Regions from separate parts of the Gossypium hirsutum genome. Here all the other regions are linked to region 2. The links are chromatin contacts, called in public Hi-C maps. All regions are on one chromosome and are shown on one strand. The core of a region is the stretch at or near the end of the contact, and the rest is flanking DNA. Distances in the headings are between cores, read along the strand shown. Region 1 holds the start of LOC107890445 (SNF1-related protein kinase regulatory subunit beta-2). Region 2 holds the start of LOC107951825. Region 3 holds the start of LOC107954942.

The links. A called contact is a pair of places that touch in the nucleus more often than the background predicts.
Region 1: a Hi-C map of leaf shows a contact between it and region 2, with 3 times the contacts expected there. The contact joins the promoter of LOC107890445 here to the promoter of LOC107951825 in region 2. A contact is called at or near these places in 7 of 34 Hi-C or Micro-C datasets (callus, hypocotyl, leaf and 1 more).
Region 3: a Hi-C map of leaf shows a contact between it and region 2, with 2.8 times the contacts expected there. The contact joins the promoter of LOC107954942 here to the promoter of LOC107951825 in region 2. A contact is called at or near these places in 2 of 34 Hi-C or Micro-C datasets (both in leaf).

What each region holds. Positions count from the first base shown.
Region 1 is chrA07:91,316,053-91,319,524 of Gossypium_hirsutum_v2.1, reverse strand. LOC107890445 (SNF1-related protein kinase regulatory subunit beta-2) reads left to right here and starts at 2,146. Exons shown (of 6, transcript XM_016814862.2): 1 at 2,146-2,481; 2 at 2,656-2,819; 3 at 3,242-3,397. The coding sequence starts at 2,478.
Region 2 is chrA07:91,465,873-91,469,423 of Gossypium_hirsutum_v2.1, reverse strand. LOC107951825 reads right to left here and starts at 2,048. Exons shown (of 1, transcript XM_016886969.2): 1 at 4-2,048. The coding sequence starts at 831. The coding sequence ends at 139.
Region 3 is chrA07:91,246,144-91,249,601 of Gossypium_hirsutum_v2.1, reverse strand. LOC107954942 reads right to left here and starts at 1,601. Exons shown (of 1, transcript XM_016890636.2): 1 at 643-1,601. The coding sequence starts at 1,415. The coding sequence ends at 861.

The sequences.
Region 1 (3,472 bases), core at 897-3,396, 150 kb after region 2:
GCTAGCCCTACTACGTATTATTATCTGAGTGGCTTAATCCACATATGTTGGTGTGTAGGTTTGGATGGGCCTTTCGAGGTCCTAATTGGTGTGTTTGGTTGGATGAGCTTTAACAGTTCTTTTGGGGTGTGATCGGGGGATGGAGAGGTGTGTTGGCTGGATGGGTTGTTTTTTTATTTGACTGCATTTTATTTGCATCTGTCTATGAGTTCTGACTGTAAGATATGTTGATTATATTCTGTTGTCTGAACATCATTTGTGCTGAATATTTGAGTGAACTTGATATACTATGTTTGTTAAGTTCTGTTGGAACGTTAGTTCCAAGTGTGCTTCCTGACACTAAGAGTAACTAAAAATCTGTTGTTCTATTGGATTGCGTTATAAATTCCTGTTTTTAGTTCTATTTCAGACTCACACTGAGCTTAAGTAGCTCATCCTCTCTTAGTGTTTCCCTTTTATGTACACTTTCGTTTTCTACAGTTGGACTCAGTAAGTCGGAGGTCTCAGAATCATCGCGTTTTTCTTTAACTGGTTAATAATCAATTCTTTTAATCTGAGTTTTATGTAAACGGTTGTAGATTGTAATTTCTGTTTTAAACACTATGGTATGAAATGTTTTGAATTAAATTGGTTGAATTAAAATACCTTGCGTTGAATAATGGGATTTGATAACTAAAAAGTTTTACATAACTTAAATAAACTGGGTGTTTTCTAACTAGATAACTAAAATTTTACGTAGATCTCTTCAGTGATCAATGTATCGTCCGAGATCCAATCTAAATTCCTAGACTGGGTTCGAGTGTTACAGTCTAGGAAGCGATACCAAAATCATAAAAACAAGCAATTCTTCAGAAAGCTTGATCTTAAGTGCCTTAAGTATTGAAGCAACCTTAAGTATTAAAGCAACCTTTACCCTTATACTTCACAGGCATCAAAGAAGTCAGAAATGATGTCATCTCAACCTTAAGTATTAAAGCAACCTAGAACATCTCCATAAGCTTTCCATGCCTTCTCATCTAGAGACTTAATAAACACTCTTATTCATTCTTTTCAGTAGGCATAGTTGAAGTCATCTAACATAGGGGATCTGGGAATTGAGCTACCTTCCATTTTTGAGCATTTTAAAAGTAACATCCTTACATGACATGTGAGGTGTCTAGTTTTGATAACAATTCATAGTGTTGAGTATTGTATTGGGAGTTGCAACTAAAGATACAACTAGAACTAAAAAATAAGAACAAAGAATACAAGAATTGTTTATATAGTTCGAAACCCTTTCCTATGTTAGTGGGGGCATTGCCCAACGAGTATTCCAATATGAATTACTAGTACAATATGTGATTTAAACTCAATTCACCCGCCATGTAGCAAATGTGCTAGTGGTAATGAGTAGTGCTTTAAAGGAGAAAGAAGAAAATGTATTGTTTAATGATGTATATGCTCGTTTAAGAGAGTTGAGCTTCTTTGCTAATAAATGAGTAGTATTTCTTTGGACAACATTTAAATTTATAATTTTTAAATAATTTTTATAATATTATAACTTTTTATATTTTTTAATTTTTATATTTCTTTAAATTTTAAAATTTTAATTTTTTTTACATGCCATATATATTTTTTTATCTGAAATAAAAAGAAGGGATTGTCTAGAATTAAATTAAGAACTAATACCAATAAAAATTTAAACAATGGAAGCCATTTATTATTACATTAATAATTAGTTGACAAGAAAACATCATTATTTTAGAATCAAATGAATTGATTAAATTAAAAATTAATTAAGGTATCAATTTGGAATAAGAAATTAGATCAGTTGACTTACAAAATGAATTGATTGAATCGTATTTTAATATTTATAAATTTTTAATAATTTATTTAATTAAATGATTTGATGAATTTTTAAAAATTAAATTGATGTGGCAGGATATTAAAAGTTTAGAGGGGCGTGACCAGAATCAAATTATGAACAGGTGTACAGGAAGGCATTGTTGAGTAATTAAAAACAAAGATAAAATATGAAATGGGAATGTAGGAGACGTGGCAGGAGATGATTCCCGCAAGGCATCAACCGTAAAGAAGGGCACAACGTGTATAGGGGAACAGTTGGGTTATTGTGGACAAAAGGCAGAAACAACATTCTTTTGAGCCAACCATCATGACTTGGTTGGTCCATGACTTCTCCATTTATACTATAAGGATCTTTCTTCCAAACTCATTGGAGAATATTATAAATAATTTCACTTTTCATTATTCACTTGTTTCCGCTTTTTCTTTTTTTTTTCAACTCATCCAGAAGTGAGTGAGAGAAATGGAGTAGACAAGTAGCACTTTCCCATTAAGACCTCCATCAATCAATCAAATGCTCATATAAATAATTAATAAAGAAAATTACATTAATGTAAAGTTGCAGAAATTATGGTGCTTTCCCTTGACTTGTTCCTTTGCTTGCTTTCTTGTGATTGTGCAGTCCAGTTACACTCATGGGTGAGTAAAGTACCCCCCTCCCCTTCTAAAGCATCGAGTATATTTGATCAGTTCTGCTTTTTTGGTTTTTCTGGGTTTTTTTTGGTTCCATGGGGAGTGATGGGTTTTTGTGGTTTAATAGAAATTGTTGAGACTATTTAACTAATTTGAGGTGTTTCTTACTTGTTTTTAAAGTAATGGGAAATGTTAGTGGTAGAGATGATGGTGAAGGAGGTTCAGGAGCAAAGAAGAATGGAAATGAAGTGGATAATGAGCAATTTAATTCAGACCCAATGCTTCACTCCCCTCCACATAGTCCTAATGAGTCTTATCAGCCTCCTTTCCTTTTCCCTCCACAGGTTAGTTCTTTATTCTTCTTTTCTCTTCCTTGTTTGGTAGGGTTGAATTGAAGGGTGGAATAACATGAGGACAGACTTGATTCAGTGAAGCATGTATATATATATATATATAGTTTAAGTTTGGGAACATGAATATGAGAATTTGTATTTGGATTTAATTATTAGAATGAAATGCTTACCTTGGAAAATACTAGATTTTTTGTTAATGAAAAAGATTGATATTAGATCTAAATTTGATACTGGATTAGACTTATCTCTAAAGCAAAGGGAAAAGAAACCCTCTATAGAGATTTAGTGCCACTACATTGCTATGCCCAGAAATTGACATCTGAAGTGCTTGTTCATGATATGGAATATATAAATGCAATATATATTAACTGAAAGAAAGACCACTAACATCTGTATTGAATTTGTATGTTTAGATCCCTATGTTTCCCTGGCTAAGATCTGCTGAAATGATCCAAACTCAAACTCAAAATGATATGTTAATGCAAAACACTACGCGGTACGAAGATATCCGTAGTGAGAATAACTTGCCATGGGAATACAACGATTCAGGCAGAGCTCCGGATTTACAGGTATTCTGAAGCTTCTTTTCTAAATCTTTGCCATGTTGGTAATAAGTGGGTAATTGTGTTAGCCACCATTTCATC
Region 2 (3,551 bases), core at 799-3,298:
ACATGGCAGCATAGAATATTGCTGGGATATTAGATTGCTAAACTTGTAAAAGTTACACCAAATCCATATGGATCAAAAAAGAAAAAAAAAAAAGAAAAAGAAACTTGGAACATTTGGTAAATAGAAATGTAATCTTAATTAGGCTTCAATCTCAAACCTTGAATACTTGATGGAGCCCATGGATATGTCAATCTCTATCAGGTTTTCCTCCTCATTCATGTCGTTCAACTCTGCTAAAAGCTCCATTAAACTCCGTTGCTGGAAAATAGATTCCGGCATGAATTCCGGCAATTTCTGCTGCATACTACCATACTTATTGTTTGGCTGGTATTGTCCTCCTGGAAGGGAGATTTCAATGAGACTATCCTCGTCGTCCGACCAATCTGGGGTTCCATCCCTGTTATCCCGGAACGACCAGTCCACTTCGGAATCTTCAGTGGTTGACAACTGATCATCATTAACGCATTCGTTTTCAGACAGGACATCTGGTGATTTGGCTATGCAGTCATGGATCTGATGATCATATGAAGCACCTTCCTGATCTTCTGAGTTTTGCTTATTAAGTTCACCTTCAGGCTGTATTTGAGGTGAGCTTTCCTCAACAGATTTATGAATATCTTCTACTGATTCCACCACCAACTTCAGTTTACTCTTAGATAATATGAAGACAACAGTTGACAAGATCAAGACTGTAGATGTGAAGAAGATGGATAAGGACCCAAAGATCAAAAAACTAGCAGATGTTACCAGTGGGGCAAGAACAACAACCCATGACACTGGGTTTTTGAGGAGAAACAAACAAGGACCCATTTGATCATGTCCCAACTCCATGGACTAGAAAAAAAAAGGCTCTTATATATCACTAAGGTTAACTATACAAGGAAAAAGAAAACAGCAAGGTTTCAGGCTGTGGGATCAGAGAAGAGCATATATGGATGAACTTGTAAACTTAGTTCTAGATTTTCAGAATAAAGGACATATGCAGAAGCAAGAAGACACATATCCAAAATAAGGAAGGGGTTTCATAGATAAAAAAAAAGCCAGGAAAATAAGAAGGGGTTTTAGTAGGAGATAATGTATGAATCAGCAGTTCATCTAAATAGTAGTACCCAAAAGGGAAAGAAGGAAAACCAGGTAGCCAGTTTTGCCTGTAATCTCAATCTGCTCAAGGGAAAGAGGGAGTGGTTTGCAAAAGAGGAAGCATATGCAAGTTGAATATAAAAAAAAAATGTTATTGGATTACATAATTTGGACTGTGCAAAATAAGACTAAATTTCTAGGCTGTTTCTCTCATTCACACTTCACTCATCACCAATTCCCAAAAGCGTCCCAATTGCTTTACTATATATATTAAACACACAAATCAGGTGACCTTCCCTACTGCAACTGATTCTCTTGGAAACCACAAAACCCTTTGTTTTCCCTGTATTGATAATTTGATTTACAGTCTCAAAGCTTGGAAATGAGAGAAGCCATGTGCAGACATCTGAACTCACCACATGGCACTTTCCCTCCAATTTCAGGGGGTTGTGAAAACAAAGAGTATTATTATAATATTTCTCTTCTGCCAACCCCAAGAGTCAAGAACCCTATTATCTAAAACCAGAACACCCAAACCAGAAGCTTCACTACAACAGTGAAAAAACAAAAGAAACACCATTAATGCATTCCTCAACTTTGAACCACCAATCGCATTAAGAGACAGCTTTTTCTTATGAATGCTTTATCTAAAAATCTCTTAGAAGAAGAAATAAAAAAGACAGTTGATTCTTCCTTTGAAACTTTAACAGTAACAAGTTTTGACATCAAAACTTTATATGCAATTATTAAAAAAAAAACTATTAGTAATTAATAAAGAATCCATACTTATTTGCAAGACTGCAGTTAAAATCTTCATCAAAAGGCTAGAGAGATCAGGGAGAAGAAAAGTTGAATTAGGGCTTAGGAGGACCTTTAATGACCCTCTAGGCAAATAAAAGGAAGAATGAATAATATTCACTGTATATTTGACAACTTCAACTGTTCAAAGTACTTGAAATGTAATCTGGATTACAACAAGCAGATCAGTTTGAGTCAAAATCAAAAGGATTCCCACTATCCCCTATTGAAAGTTTTATTTTGTTTATTAGTACTAGCTAACTACTACTGTTACTGTTGTGTTTGATTTAGGGCAAAGTCTGCCATTTGCACAGACAAATTGTAGTGCTCCTTTGAGTAGCTGAAATAATAAAATTATTTATACGCAAATGAGTAAAAGAAATCCTTTTTTTTTTCATTTTCTTTTCCCTAATTTCTTTAATTAGTAGGGCAAAAAAGGTTCTTTCCAAGCCATTTGCCAAATACCAAGAGAAAGAAAAAAAGAGAAAAGCTACTTCCCACTTATAAATATATACCAAGAAACTATATAATATTGAAACAAACTAAACATTAGCCTTATAGTCTTTCAAATATCTTCTCCTGCTTTTGTTTTTCTTTTAAAAGCAAATGCGTTATTCATTCATTCTCATAAAAGAGGTGATCAAACAAGTAGCATATTAAAATAAGAACAGTCTTCGGAAAAAGCTCAAATATAATTGTGCCATTGACACTCTTGAAATGTTTCAAGCTCTGGGGAACTTGTCTTCAACTTCAATTTTGTTAAGCATCATGTATTAAAAAAGTTATAACATGGTTTGAACCAAGTTTTTGGGTGATACAGTTAAAAATATTTGCATCGGATAAATTAATGAAGAGTTTGGTTTAAGGCTATATATGGCGAAGGAAATGCCTGTATGTACCCTACAAAAGCTTAGCAGGACCACCTAGTGTCTCGCTTAAAGCACTGCAACGCCGTCGGCTCCACCCTAAATGACACTATATTGTAAAATATTGGCAGGTCTTTCTAGTTTTGTTTCATCGAAAGTGCGTGGGTTCTTGCGGTATGCCCTACACTTGTTCAAATCATGATTATGATGATATGAATTAGGAGCTTTGCGCTTTTCCTTTTTAACCTCATGCTGGGCTTATAATTATGGCTTTTCACTTTGTAAAGGCTCGGAAAATGAAGTTAAACAATGACACATTTTTATTCATCATCCAACCTCCATTTTGCTCTAACTGGCCTAGGCAGTCTGTTTATATCAGCAACCATCCTCATGTCTCTTAAATATTCAATAAATTGAAAGTTTTGCTGAGAAAAATGATTTTTTTAATTATAAATTCGTTTGATTGTTAAAAAAAATAAACTATTTAATAATTATAAATGTTTATTGATAATAAGGCATAAATATACTAGATTAATCTTTAGGCCTTTTCTTTTAAATATATAGTTTCTTTACACTAGAAAACCATTAAAATAAATACAATTAGATTTTGGTACACTCATAATCTCGGAACAAAAAATAATTATGTAATTAATATATTTTTAAAATTAATATAAAAAATAATTAAAGCTTTGATTGAAATCGTAAAGAAAGATGTTAAAAAAACCATAATGTCTTGGGTTTAAATTTCATTATGTAGCAAATATATTTTTAAAAATTAATATAAAAGATAATTGAAATTTTAGTTGA
Region 3 (3,458 bases), core at 352-2,851, 220 kb after region 2:
ATATCAAAATGAAATTCTCTAAACAAGGTTTTCAGAACCGAACCAGTGGTCTAACCGATCAAGCCATCGATTTGTCAGTTCGAATGATTTGTCCAATTCAATTAAATAGAACATTAAAAAATAAAAAAAATATGTTAAAAAATAAAAAAATTTGGTTCAATCGTCTAGTTCCTAGGTCAATTGGTCTAATTGCTTTCTCTAAATCGATACCCTGGCCGGTTTTGGTTTAATCGGTCCAACTGAGTAATTTGGTCCAATTTAAGTTTTTATGATTTTTTATAAGTTTATATCAATTTTTTTATAATTTTTATGATTTTCATAAAAATATTAAATATTTTAAAATATGTTTTATTAATTTTATAAAATTTATTAGAATTTTTATAACATTATAATAGTTGTTATAAGTTACTTTTGATATTCATATTCTTTTATAATTTTTATGAGGTAAAAGTTATTACATGTCATAATTTAATTGGTCTATCAATTTATTGTAAGAATGAATGTGATTAATAAGAAAACTAATTGATTATTTTAATTAGGATTGAGTGCTAATTATTATTTTATTATTTTGCATTTTCTTAGGAGATTCTTTTATGGTTGTTAATTAATTAGGTTGACTAAACTCTTTTAACATATAAAATATGCTCCAAAAACTTAATTATATTTTCAAACAGCAAAGTTTGGTTACCATTATCAGATGCCAATCCATGATTATTTGCATCCCTGTATTTAATTTACACACACCAAAATTTTGAAGGAAACTCAGAAATAATTTCTGAGAAAAAAATATAACTGGGAACCAAATTATTGTCAAAATTAGGAGCTTTCAAGAGGCAAGCAACGAGTTGCAAGAAATTCTGCTATTGAGCCATAATCACTTGGCGAGCTTCAAATTGAATCCCTTCTTTCATCTTTCTAATAAAATCTTCACATTTCTTGTTTAGCTCTTCATTACTCATCCATCCAAGTTCTTCATCTTCATCCTCCTCCATTGATCTGTCTTCTTCACCTTCATTTTCTACAACCAAGGGCACATCTTCTTCTCTTTGATCAAATTCTGCAACAACGTTGGGATTTAAATTGGACCCTTTTGGTTCTGATGGTTCAACCTCTAATTTACTGATCTTCACAGCCTTTTCAGCTTGAACATCAGTCTCTACACAACTACTACCGATCAAACCCGAGCTGGTGGCAATGAAAACAAGCAGCCCATTGCAGAGCAGAAACATGTAATTCTTGCCTGCACTGGAACCAAGGAGTTGTAAACCATATGCCAAAGCTTGGAAGTTACACATAAAAGGGTAGGATAATATAACAGAAAGAAGTGAAAATGGGAGAAAAATCCTGGTGAGTAGCTTCACCAAATGAGAGGTGGTGATCAATTGAATTCTCTGTTTTTTGTTTGGAATCTCCATACTTGTTATCTTCTCTGTTGGGCTATGAAAAAGGGATTTGAAGAGAAGGAAAGCGGAAGCTTTTGGAGATTAGGTAGGTACTTGACATAAGCTAAAAGGAGAGGCCAAAGCTTTATATAAGAAGAGTTGGGTACCTACTTCCTGGAAACTAACCCTTCTTCTCATCCAAATGATGTATGGGTTAGAGAATTACTTCTTTCGTCTGTATAGTATTCAATTTCAATCAAGTCTACCATCCCCTTTTTAACCTTACTTTGCTTTTTTAATCTACTCTCCTTAACTTTTAAAAGATATTATTAATAAAGTGTTTTTGAAAAGAAAATGTGATTTATTGAAAGTGTTCTGTATTGTTGCCAAAAATTATGATTAAAAATTAAAATAATTCTTTTAAACATAATGTTAACAAGAAAAAAATTAAAATCGTATAATAACAATTAATACTAATTCTATCAATAAATACAATTTTAAAACTTCAAAACCAACACAATTACTATTAAATTAGTTAATTTAAATAATATTTAAGTAATTTAATTTAAGAATATACATAATATATTAGATAATATTAATATAATAATCTATGATTCTTTAAAACAATTTTATGCATTTAAGCAATTTAAATATTATCAAAATAATATATCATAACATTTTCTAGTTAAAGTTAATTCATTAAACTACCAGCAATGAAATCATTAGACAGACGTTTTAAAAAGGCAAAATTTTCGAAAATTATGAAAATTTTAGCTACCTCTCCTCCAAATTCTTGAAAATTCTCATTATACTTTTTATTTTTTTTTAAATTTTAATTAAATTTACTTAAAATATTTAAAATTTCTCATTAAACTCTTAAAATTTTTGAAAATTTTACTAGACTCTACTAAAACATAATCCCAGGATCCACCGCTGAAATATGTGTATCAATTGGAGATATTCACATGCAACCATAACATTCTGAGTTGGGACACTTTTTCTTTTGATGTAAAGAATTTGTTCATTTGGTGGAAGAATAGTTGAAATATGTGTATCAAGCATAATTTTGTCTCGTAAGTTGTTTATACAATGCGAAGTAGGCAATGTTAAATTCGTTTTTTTTATTTATCTATTATTTATTTGATTTTTTTGTGAATTATAATAATAAAGTAAAACTCGAACAACAAACACAACTAGCTCAACAAATACCCTTAATCATCGTACCATCACATGAGTTCATAGAAATATATAATTTTAAATTTATAAAGATACATTGTTTAATAACAAAAATGTAGAAAATCACGCGTGACATTAAAAGCAAGTATACAAGACTTAAAAATTTTCATGCATAGAAATCCTTAATAACCAATCTTACCTTGTATGATCATATATAGAAACGATTCACTAAGATAAACACTTTGCTTTGAGTGTAGGCTGACAGTACTCTGTTTTGCCAATCCCATATATGCATGTGAAAATAATGGCAAAAACTAAGAACCACTGCCCATGCTCCTCTTAACATATATTTGTTTGTTTTCGTCACTGTTCCAGAAACTTTTTTGTGCATTCGCCACCAATGGTGAGAGAGAGAGAGAGAGAGAGAGAGAGAGAGAGAGATGGTGCAGCAGCAACATTTCAGTGAAAGTGTTGTATGTATTATTCTGTCTTTGAAATTAAGTGAATTTCCCTCACTATGCTCTGTCTTGTTTGTTTAAAAATATAACCTCGTAGGATGGATGGGACATATGTTCTACAGCAATTGTTTAATCCTGCTTCTATTTAATCATAACATGCTAAATGCTGTAATAAAAATTGTTAAGACCCTACTATTGTCTAAAGTATTCATATACAATACATATTTAAACATAAATATAAAAATATGATCTTTTAAATATTTTTTAAAAAAAAAAACCATTTGAATTCTTCGGCATCCATTTTAGGTAACCATAGAGGACCAAATCTAATTGTGGGGTCTTAAGAATGGAGCAGGTCAAGCACGGCAAACGTCTTGTCTGCCACTCAGCTTTGCTCTTAATTTAACATCTTTGTAACTGTTGGGGTTCTAGGGTACTCCAA